2 separate regions of the Mus musculus genome follow, and region 1 is linked to region 2. A link is a contact called in public promoter capture Hi-C data. All regions are on one chromosome and are shown on one strand. Each heading gives the region's core, a stretch centred on a gene start, on an enhancer-like site or on the middle of the called end of the contact. The rest is flanking DNA. Distances are from core to core; before and after follow the strand shown. Region 1 holds the start of Insrr (insulin receptor-related receptor). Region 2 overlaps Lrba (LPS-responsive beige-like anchor).

The links. Promoter capture Hi-C pulls out the DNA fragments that hold promoters and counts their contacts.
Region 1: a promoter capture Hi-C map of liver shows a contact between it and region 2, with 4 times the contacts expected there. The contact joins the promoter of Insrr here to the enhancer-like site in region 2. A contact is called at or near these places in 5 of 39 promoter capture datasets (cranial neural crest, hippocampal neurons, liver and 1 more).

Annotation. Positions count from the first base shown.
Region 1 is chr3:87,795,188-87,799,891 of GRCm38.p6, reverse strand. It overlaps Insrr (insulin receptor-related receptor), which reads right to left and starts at 2,941. Exons shown (of 22, transcript NM_011832.2): 1 at 2,384-2,941. The coding sequence starts at 2,468. It also overlaps a transcript of Ntrk1 not described here.
Region 2 is chr3:86,536,896-86,541,020 of GRCm38.p6, reverse strand. It overlaps Lrba (LPS-responsive beige-like anchor), which reads right to left. Exons shown (of 57, transcript NM_030695.2): 39 at 972-1,118. All of the region lies in intron 3 of Gm31677 (a long non-coding RNA gene), which reads left to right. Among named protein-coding and RNA genes, the nearest start is that of Mab21l2, 9.3 kb to the left of the region's middle. Within about 2 kb of position 1,325, at least 80 of the 459 cell types and tissues checked have an H3K27ac peak or open chromatin away from gene starts, as enhancers often do. A contact at or near this core is called in liver, where this site is marked.

The DNA of each region.
Region 1 (4,704 bases), core at 1,692-4,191, 1.3 Mb before region 2:
CACACACAGTGCCTGATGTAACGTTTGGTGCTTGGTGAGTGTTTGGTGAGAAAATGAGGGCAAACTGTGCCTGGGAGGCAGTAAGTACTGAGTACTGAGTACCGAGTACTTCTGTCTCTGCCCTCAGGGACCCAGCCTGCTGGTACCTACATCATTTTTGCTTTTGAAGGGGAGACAGTCCATAGCTCCTCTTTGTCAAAGCAGAGGTCCTCACTTCATCCCCTCAGCCTGACATTCTGGGGTGTAGTAAAGCTGGTCCCCATCCACCATTCTAGTCTCAAACCTAGAAAGGCTCCTTAGGTCTTTGGCCTGCAATCCTGGGGCCCAGGGTCCTTGTTCTAGCTCTGACCCTGCATCACTTCCCCCTCAGGCTTAATTTCTCTTAATTCAGCAGCAAGTCACAGGAACGCCTGTGGGGCTGCCCAGCATGGCTGCTTACAGTTCCAACCCTCTCTTCAAGGTTCTGGCTGTTCTAAGTCAATTTTGCATCCCCCCCCCCCCCGTGCTATCCAGTTCAGGATTGGAACCTCTGGGCACTTGGGACACTATGGGACATGAACATCTGGATCCTGACTCTACTGTTTCCTTTGGGACTCAGTCCATTTGTCTTTTTGTTAAGGCTTTTTTCCCTATAGGGGCTGGATGCTTCCTCACTTCCTCCTAAGGAGAGCTTGCAGGGTCTTCCTGTACGATGCAAGTCTAAAAGCTTTGGTGTAATTTTCTGGTCTACTTCCTCTCTCCTCACCCCCCCCCCTCTCTCTCTCTCTCTCACACACACACACACACACACACACACACACATTGGTACCATACCCCGCATTCTTCCATACAGGCTAGCCCAGTCCCTCCTGCCTTAGCACTTGACAAGGCTGATTTGGATGGGATGGAGGACAGGAAGACCTGTCTTCCTATACATTCTCTCTGTGGTCCATGCTCGACTGTCGGCTGTTGCACACGTGCGTGTCCACATGCTTGCGCACACACTAGACTAGGCAGGTACATACACAGAAAAAGAAGAGAAGGAAAAACACTTCTGTTCCCTCCATGAAAGCCAATTAGGCTCTTTGAGGCAGGTGGGGGGGTTCCCTCAGGCGCCCACTTCCCATCATGCCTTAGCCTCTCCAGAGCTCCCCTAATGTGAGACATTGGAAAAACAAATCTAAGACCTTTGCAGATTAACCCCTGCCTGTCCTCAGGCCAAGCTCCAGGGAGAGCTTCGCTGGGAAACAACAGCTGGGCTCCTTGACCAAACACTAACTCCCAGGGCATGCTTGCTTTATTTTGACAACTGTGCTCCTGCCTAGCATCTGCTGTGCAGTGTCCTGGCACAGAAGGAACAGGGGTAGGGCGTTCAGGTAGATCACCATGCATTGCAAATCTTCTGGCCTCTTTCATGAGACACCTTACCCCAGTCCATCTGTATTATCCTTACAGGAAAGGGAGCCCTGGCTTGGTCCTGGAAGCCCCCACTTAGAAGAATGTTTTAAGACCCTTCCCGTTCCCAGAGTGTTGAGTTCCCAAACTCTGTATGGAGGACAAAGGCAGATTAAATGATGGCGTTATACACTTACTGTTTCCTCTTCTGTTGCTTCTTCTTTGTCCCACATAGCCCCTGGCAACCCATGAGGGGCTATTTGGTCTGCATTAGTCCCACTCCCACTCCCTAGGTGCCTTTGGTGAGAAGTGTGAATCTGAGGTATATCACTGAGTTACGGAGGAGAGGCAGTCCTCTCTCAGACAGCCCTCCTGCCCACAGTGGGACCCCAGGGTCCCCACCAACACAGATGAAAGCCTGGGGTGCCAGAGCTCAGGACTTGCCCTGGGTCTGCCTCTCCTGTCTCTGAGCCTACAATCCACACAGTAAGTCAAATTGCTTAATGGTGCCTGGTTTTCAGCTTCGATCCCAGCCTGCCTCTTATCAGTCAGTGGCCCTAGAAGCAACCTCCAATTCTCAGTCTCATTTTGGTTTAAACTCAGACTTTACTGGGATCGCGGTTTCACTAACAGCCGTGAGTTGAAGAACATCTGTTCGTTCCATTTCTAACTCCTTAACCTCTTAGGGGAGCTGAGAGAGAAAACTCTTCATATAACAGTTCTAGCTGGCAAAAAGTCCTTCTGAGAGCTGATCCTCGTCTTCCCGTCCCAATAAAGACTAACTAGGAATCAGTTGTGCTGCACACCTTCAACCCCAGCTCTTGAGAGGTGGAGGCAGGTGGATCTCTATGTTCAAGGCCGGCTTGGTCTACAGATAGAGTTTTAGGACAGCCAGGGTAACACAGAGAAACCCTGTCTGGAGACACCAAAACCAACCAACCAAAGACTAAGTTAAGTATAGGTGTTCTGGAGGGAGATGGGGGTTAGACGGACGTTGCTGGGGACTCACCCTCTAGTGTGTCCAGGCCAGATCCCAAGGACAGCAGGCTCATAAGCAAGTGTACTCCCCAGGGCCACAGAGCAGGCACTGCCATGACCTCAGCCCTGGTTGTCTTCCAGGTATCCTCCAGGGAGAAAGGAGGATGCAGACCCAGGTTCCAGTGTGAAGTGGCAGGGGTGGGGACGACGACGACACACAAAGGCAAAGGGATTAGAGATCTCAAATAGAGACCGCGGGAGATAGAAAAGAATTTCGGAACAGAGGAAACAAAGCCTGTGACAAGCAGCTAGAGACAGCCTCAGTGTGGTCCAGAGACAGATACTGGGACAGAGATGCAGATAGGAGTGGAGGAGCCTCAGAGAGGCATCCAGAGGGAGGATGATTCAGAACACAAAGATCCAGACAGTCCAGGCAGTCCTGAGGGGAGGCAGAGTGGAAGCCCCCGGTGAGCCCCGGGAGTGCCCCAAGGGGCGGCAGCGGGGTCCCGAGACACCCGCAGCACTCCACCCCGAGACACTCCGCGGACCTCCTGGACATGCAGACTTCCACTCTCGGTCGACCGGCCGCGGCTGGTGGGGCAGAAAGGCAGGGACCTCGCCCAGCTCCCGCCCTTTCCAGAAACGGATTGGTTTACGCCGCCGCCCGCCGACTTCTCTGTTCTCTCCGCCCCTCCCACCAAGTCAAGGGAAAATATTTAGCCTGTCAACTGAGGGAGGTGGGGGACAGATGTGTTGGGGAAATAAGGTTGGGGGCCAAGAACTGAGCTCTGGAACCCCTCTCTCTGTCTCAGTTTCCCTCTCTCCCCCATCCCCACCCCCCCAACCCGCTCGCTGCAGATCTGGAGGGAGCGGCTGGGCTCCCTGGCTTGATTTGCAGGGGAGTTCTGGAGTCCAACAGGTGTTTTGACATCTGCGGGGTAACTTCCCGCAGCCTGGACAGGTCGGACTCCACTGGTGAAACCTGAAGACCTCACCACTTCGACCTCACCACTTCGCCTCTCACAGCCCTTCCCAGCCTCCCGAGGCTACTTTGAACATACTTCCTTGGCGCGGGGTATGTCCCCGTCAAATCCCTTGGTTTTGGCTCAAATCCCTAGGAGACGAGTCGTTCTTCTCTCTGTGAGATTCCTCCTTCATTTGGTTACTTTTTTTTTTTTTGGTTTTTCGAGACAGGGTTCCTTTGTGTAGCCCTGGCTGTCCTGGAAGTAGACCAGGCTGGCCTCGAACTCAGAAATCTGCCTGCCTCTGCCTCCCATGTGCTGGGATTAAAGGCGTGTGCCACCACTGCCTGGCTCCATTTGGTTACTTTTAAGAACTCAGGATGCTTAGTGGGTCTCTATATATGTACTTATTCGGGGCCACTTGGAGGACAATTCATGATGGGATGATCTCTTAAACGCGACACTTATACGTGCAGTCAAGAAGGCCATTGCGCAAGACTTGCCATTTAGTGGCCTGGATGCTGGGCCTGAGACTTCCCAGGTTCACAAATACCGTGAGCCGATGGTTCCCAGCTCCCACGTCCGAAGAACTAAGAGATCTATTAATTTCTCCGCACAGAAATCGATGCTCTTGTCAGGACGGCGATCGATGCCAAGCTTGGTCTGCCTGGCCATGGCTCGGCTCTGGGGCCCCAGATGGATGGTTAGGATTGGGAACTGACCCTAAGACCAGAGGCACAGCTTAGAAAGGCTCAGAACTGCTCTTCTCCGCCCTCGAAGCCCCAGGCCGAGCGCAAACGCCGGGCGCGAGGGCTTCTAGCGCCACCCTGTGGTCTTTTGAGGACCGAGAGGTCTCCACTTTCCAATCTTCCTCCAATTGTGTTCTAAGGACTCTTCTCTCCCACTATTTTTCTCCCCAGGTTCTGCATCCAGCCATGCTGAGGCCCTCTCCCTTTCCTTACTAGGGTCTGGAGAGCGTTCACCTAACTTATTCCAAGTGACATGCACACCCTCTTAAGTAAAGTGCACCGTGAGGCTGGCTGGGATGACCTGGACTTCAACCCTTCCCTTGCTCAATTTCTCCACTTCCCCGCAAATCTGAAAATGCAGCTGTTTTACTGTGAGAAATAAGGTATCAGCTTCCTAGCTCCCCCAGCCTCAGAAGACACTTGTGAGGCAATCTATGGCAGCCCCCCGCCCCAGGTCTCCTGCAGCCGCGAGGGACATTAGGAAGGCGAGCTGGCATTAGGGCCTCAAAAGGGGAGGGGGCACTGGGGGCATTGGCAGGCGGGGCGGGGCGGGGCCGTGGGTGCCGCCCTCTCCTGGTGGCTAGTCTTTAACACCGCCCCGCGCACGTGTCGCGCGAGGCCGGGCGGCGGCAGCTAGGAGC
Region 2 (4,125 bases), core at 76-2,575:
AGAATAGGGGTAAAGTAAAAAAAAAAAGGAGATGGATAAGGAGATGTGAAGGAAAATACCAGAACAACAGCATCCTCCTTAACCCCCATTCCCACTACAGACCCCTTAACAAACGCACTCCAATTAATTTTATTCTACGTTGAGAGGTTTATGGTCATCAAACAGGGTAATCAGCCTCCAGCTTTGTTTTCATTTTTCATAGCAGCACAAGGTTGGAGGTATATTGCCAAATAAAAGCTTTCAAATGACTATTCTCTTAAATTCATTGCAATAAAAACTATGTAATTTTCACATATAGAAACTATGTGCGTTTTCATATTTTCCTCATGAAACAACAACAACAACAACAACAACAATAATAATAATAGCAATAATAAAAAAAATCACAGACATTAAAGTTAAAAAGTCATCTATGGATAAAAGTTCAGGCTAAACAAGTGAATTTTTTTTTCCAAAAGAAAAATAAAACTGAGAATCTCCTAAATATAAATCAAAAGTCCTATACTATGAAAAATGTGTGACTCCCAAGGAATTTCTGAGGCTCAGTTTTTGAGTGACTTACATGTATATTCAGTATTTCCCTAAAAGTCTATGTTTAAAGCAAACTGCCTCCAAGCTTTGTTTACAAACAATGGGCAGAATTTCACTTATAAACCTCATTTTATAGAGTATGGCAACTTCCAAAGGCTGCATGAAGCAATTCTGTTGTAGCTGCTTTTAATATTTTTTGTTTCAATGGAAATTATATATAAAAGAAAAAGATCAGGAAGATCAGAGGGCTGAGAAGAAGAAAAAACAAGAGCAATTATAGAAGATGAAGGGAGAAACATTGGGAAGAACAAAACCAATTTCTAGTTAATATAATTGTGGATGTAGGCTTGGTAGTCCCAGTGGTCACAGCTGAAAAAGTAAGTAATTAGATGCTCATTGTCCCAGAGCCAGCTGAAATATCTGCGCAGCCACTGAATTACCGGCAAGATTCTCTAAATCTTTCTCATCCACGGATGACAGAGTATCGTCGTCGCCTTCCAGGAGGGCCTCGTTTTCAGAGTTCTGATTTCCTAAAGCCTGACTCTTGATGGACTGTTTTCCTTTAGCAAGGATGTCTTCATCTGCAGCTGAAATGAAAAGGAAACAAAGCTGTCCATCAGCCCTGAAGAAACACTCTGGCAGAGGGGTAGGGCTGCAGAAAGGGTAGGTAGCCAGAGATGGCCAATCTTTTATACAGTTACCCACACTGGGTAAAGTGACCGGGATGGCACACACGCTCCTTCTGACAAACTCGATTCCCCAAGCTAGTGTAATGTTACCCTGAACAAGCACCCTAATCCCATTAAATCTGACCCTTGCACTGCTCACCCTGCCATTTATTTACTTATAGTTAGGGCAGGAAAGGATCCCAAAGCAGCGCCCCTCCCCCACAATTTGTTCCCTTAGTGGGAAAAAGCAGAACCTAGTCTAGGAAACAATGCTTATTTAACATGGAAAAATAGTGAGTAGCAATTCATTTCACTGAATATATTACACTGGCGTGTATTTGGAAAGGGTCAGGGAGTGTCCAGAAGAGTGGTCAAGGCTTGGGGACGAACACCAGCCAATGAGGATGAAGGCCCAAACCTCAAAGCCCTCTGGGATACTAATAAAAGTTCCAGCAGCAGCATTCTGTTGTTCATTCCCACTCCTCCTGCCCAGGGCCCTCTCCCACATTTTTACACATCCTCCCCTGCCCGCAACACTAACACAAATATTGAGAGGGGGGTATTGTAGCAAGGAAGCAGAGGCTCCTCACTCCCCCCTCTGCTGTTTAAACTAAAGGGCTAAGACACCCCGGGGGCAATCATAACAGAACAGTAGGCAGAGAGGCTTCTGGGCAAAGAGCCTCCTGTGGCCTCAGGACTAGGCAGCAAGGCCAGGGAAGGAGGAGCAATGGAACCAAAGAAATGAGTCAGCCTGCAGCTGGAAGGCGGAACACCCGAACCCCACATTGCTCTCCAGCGCCACTCTGGTGCAGTTTTCTCAGGGGGGTGGGGGGTGGGGGAGATCGGGGAGACAAGCAGCTAGGGCTTGTTTGTAAAGCTCAAGAAATGATGTTTCTTTCCTAACCTTCAATTTCTTTGAAGGTTGACACAGAAGGGAAAATTCAGGAAGGGGTTTCTAGCAAGGGAAAACCCGGGAGGTGAAGCACCTGATCCACCCAGGCTAGAGCTATTGATGTGGAAATTCGATGGTTAGGCTTTTTGCCCCACCATTTCAGCCCAGATATAAGGCTCAAACCCAAAGGAGAATAAAGCCTGGGTTTAGAGCAGCGGTTTGCAACCTCTTGGGGTCGCATATCAGATATTCTGCATATCAGATATTTATATTACGATTCATAAAGGTATCAAAATTACAGTTATGAAGCAGCAACAAAATAATTTTATGGTTAATCACCACAACATGAGGAACTGTATTAAAGGGTCGCAGAATTAGGAAGGTTGAGAGTCACTTGCTTGGAGTGGCTGTTTACCTACAGAATTGATTCTAACAAACTGCTCTTGTGTGTTGTTACCTGCTAATCTCAGCAGATCAAAGTATCTTTGGATATGGCTATAGATCAGGGTCATGGTAAAACGTTTATTTGTTATTTTTTAATGGTTTAATCGTGCAATTCATTAACATGCAGTATTTATGGAACTAAATAGAATTTTGGGCTTTTGTATTAAATAAGGAAGTCATGGGAAGTAATTAGCTTTGAGTGCATTCTACAGGTAAGTAAAATTTCAGTTTTTTCACTCTCTAAAAGAACATAGTAAGATGCACAAATGTAGAAACAGTAAGTATTTGAAAAGTTTAATATTAAACATTTAGTATTTAACGTTGAAATTGCTTTATATTTTCCAAACCTAAAGGAAATGTACCAATTAACTATTGGAGCAACATTATGGTTCTTTATCTTTAAATTAAGTGCATATAGATTCCCTACACTACAGTAAAATTTGTCTTAATAACAACATGATCTTTCAAACATAATCAACCTGACTAAATAAACAAAAACAAAAGCCTGACCACTGAGAAGTCTAAAAGGGAAGACTCATCTGAGCTTTCGCTACACATTCGCCAGTTAGGTTTTGTTACTGAACTGGCGCTCTGCATCCCCTTCATTTTCATGATTTATAACTCTCTTCAAAGCAAAAATACTACTAACAAGGATATTACATAGCACTTACCATATGCCACAGAGTGTTCAAATTATTTTACATATTTAACTCATTTAATTCTTAGAAACCGGGTAATTCCTCAATTTCAGATAAGAAAACAGATTCAGAGAGGTTATATCATTTGCCTCAGGTATAAGGAGCCATGATAACTACAGTCAAGATGCAGACCCAGCCATGGTGGTACCAGAGTTTGAGGTCTGTGCTGCACCAGCTCTTAGACAGAAGAGAGCAACAGAAAAGAAAAGCTAGTGTGCAACAATGAATGTTGCTAAATTAAAGATTTATTTAATTCTTTGATTCTCATAGTGAATTTAAAAGACAAAGTAAGAATTACAACTAGTAAAAATAATCATGACCCAAATTTGCCTGATATCAAATACATGAGAGACACAGCATCACGTTGTTATATCCTATAGGATCTTGGCCATATGGATCCCAAGGTACACCAAGTTTATTTGAAAAAGAAAACTGTTTAATCTGCAAACATTTACAATTACAATTACATTTGGTAGCAATGTGCAATGGTTTAAAATAGCTCGGTAAATAAATTCATTCATTTTAAATGGCTACTAAAAATATAATGTGTTATACCTCCCAACTGGGATTTGAAAGTTTTAAATATGTTCTCATCACGCTGACTCATGGTAAAACAAGGTACCTTTTGAATTAAATAGTTTCATGACAAAAATTTCTGTACTAAACTGTATTCAATGCATACAAACACCCACTTTAATTTATTTATTTACTTATTTTTACAGGCTCAGATTCTGGAATTGTTCAATCTCAACTGAAAAACCTCTTGTCATAGAAAATATGCAGCTTACTGATATTTAGAATGGCTTTCCTGTAATTAACTCCCCCTTGAGGATTTGAAGCTAGCAGCAGTAAAATTACCAACAGTACCCTAATACACACCACATGCGCTGGT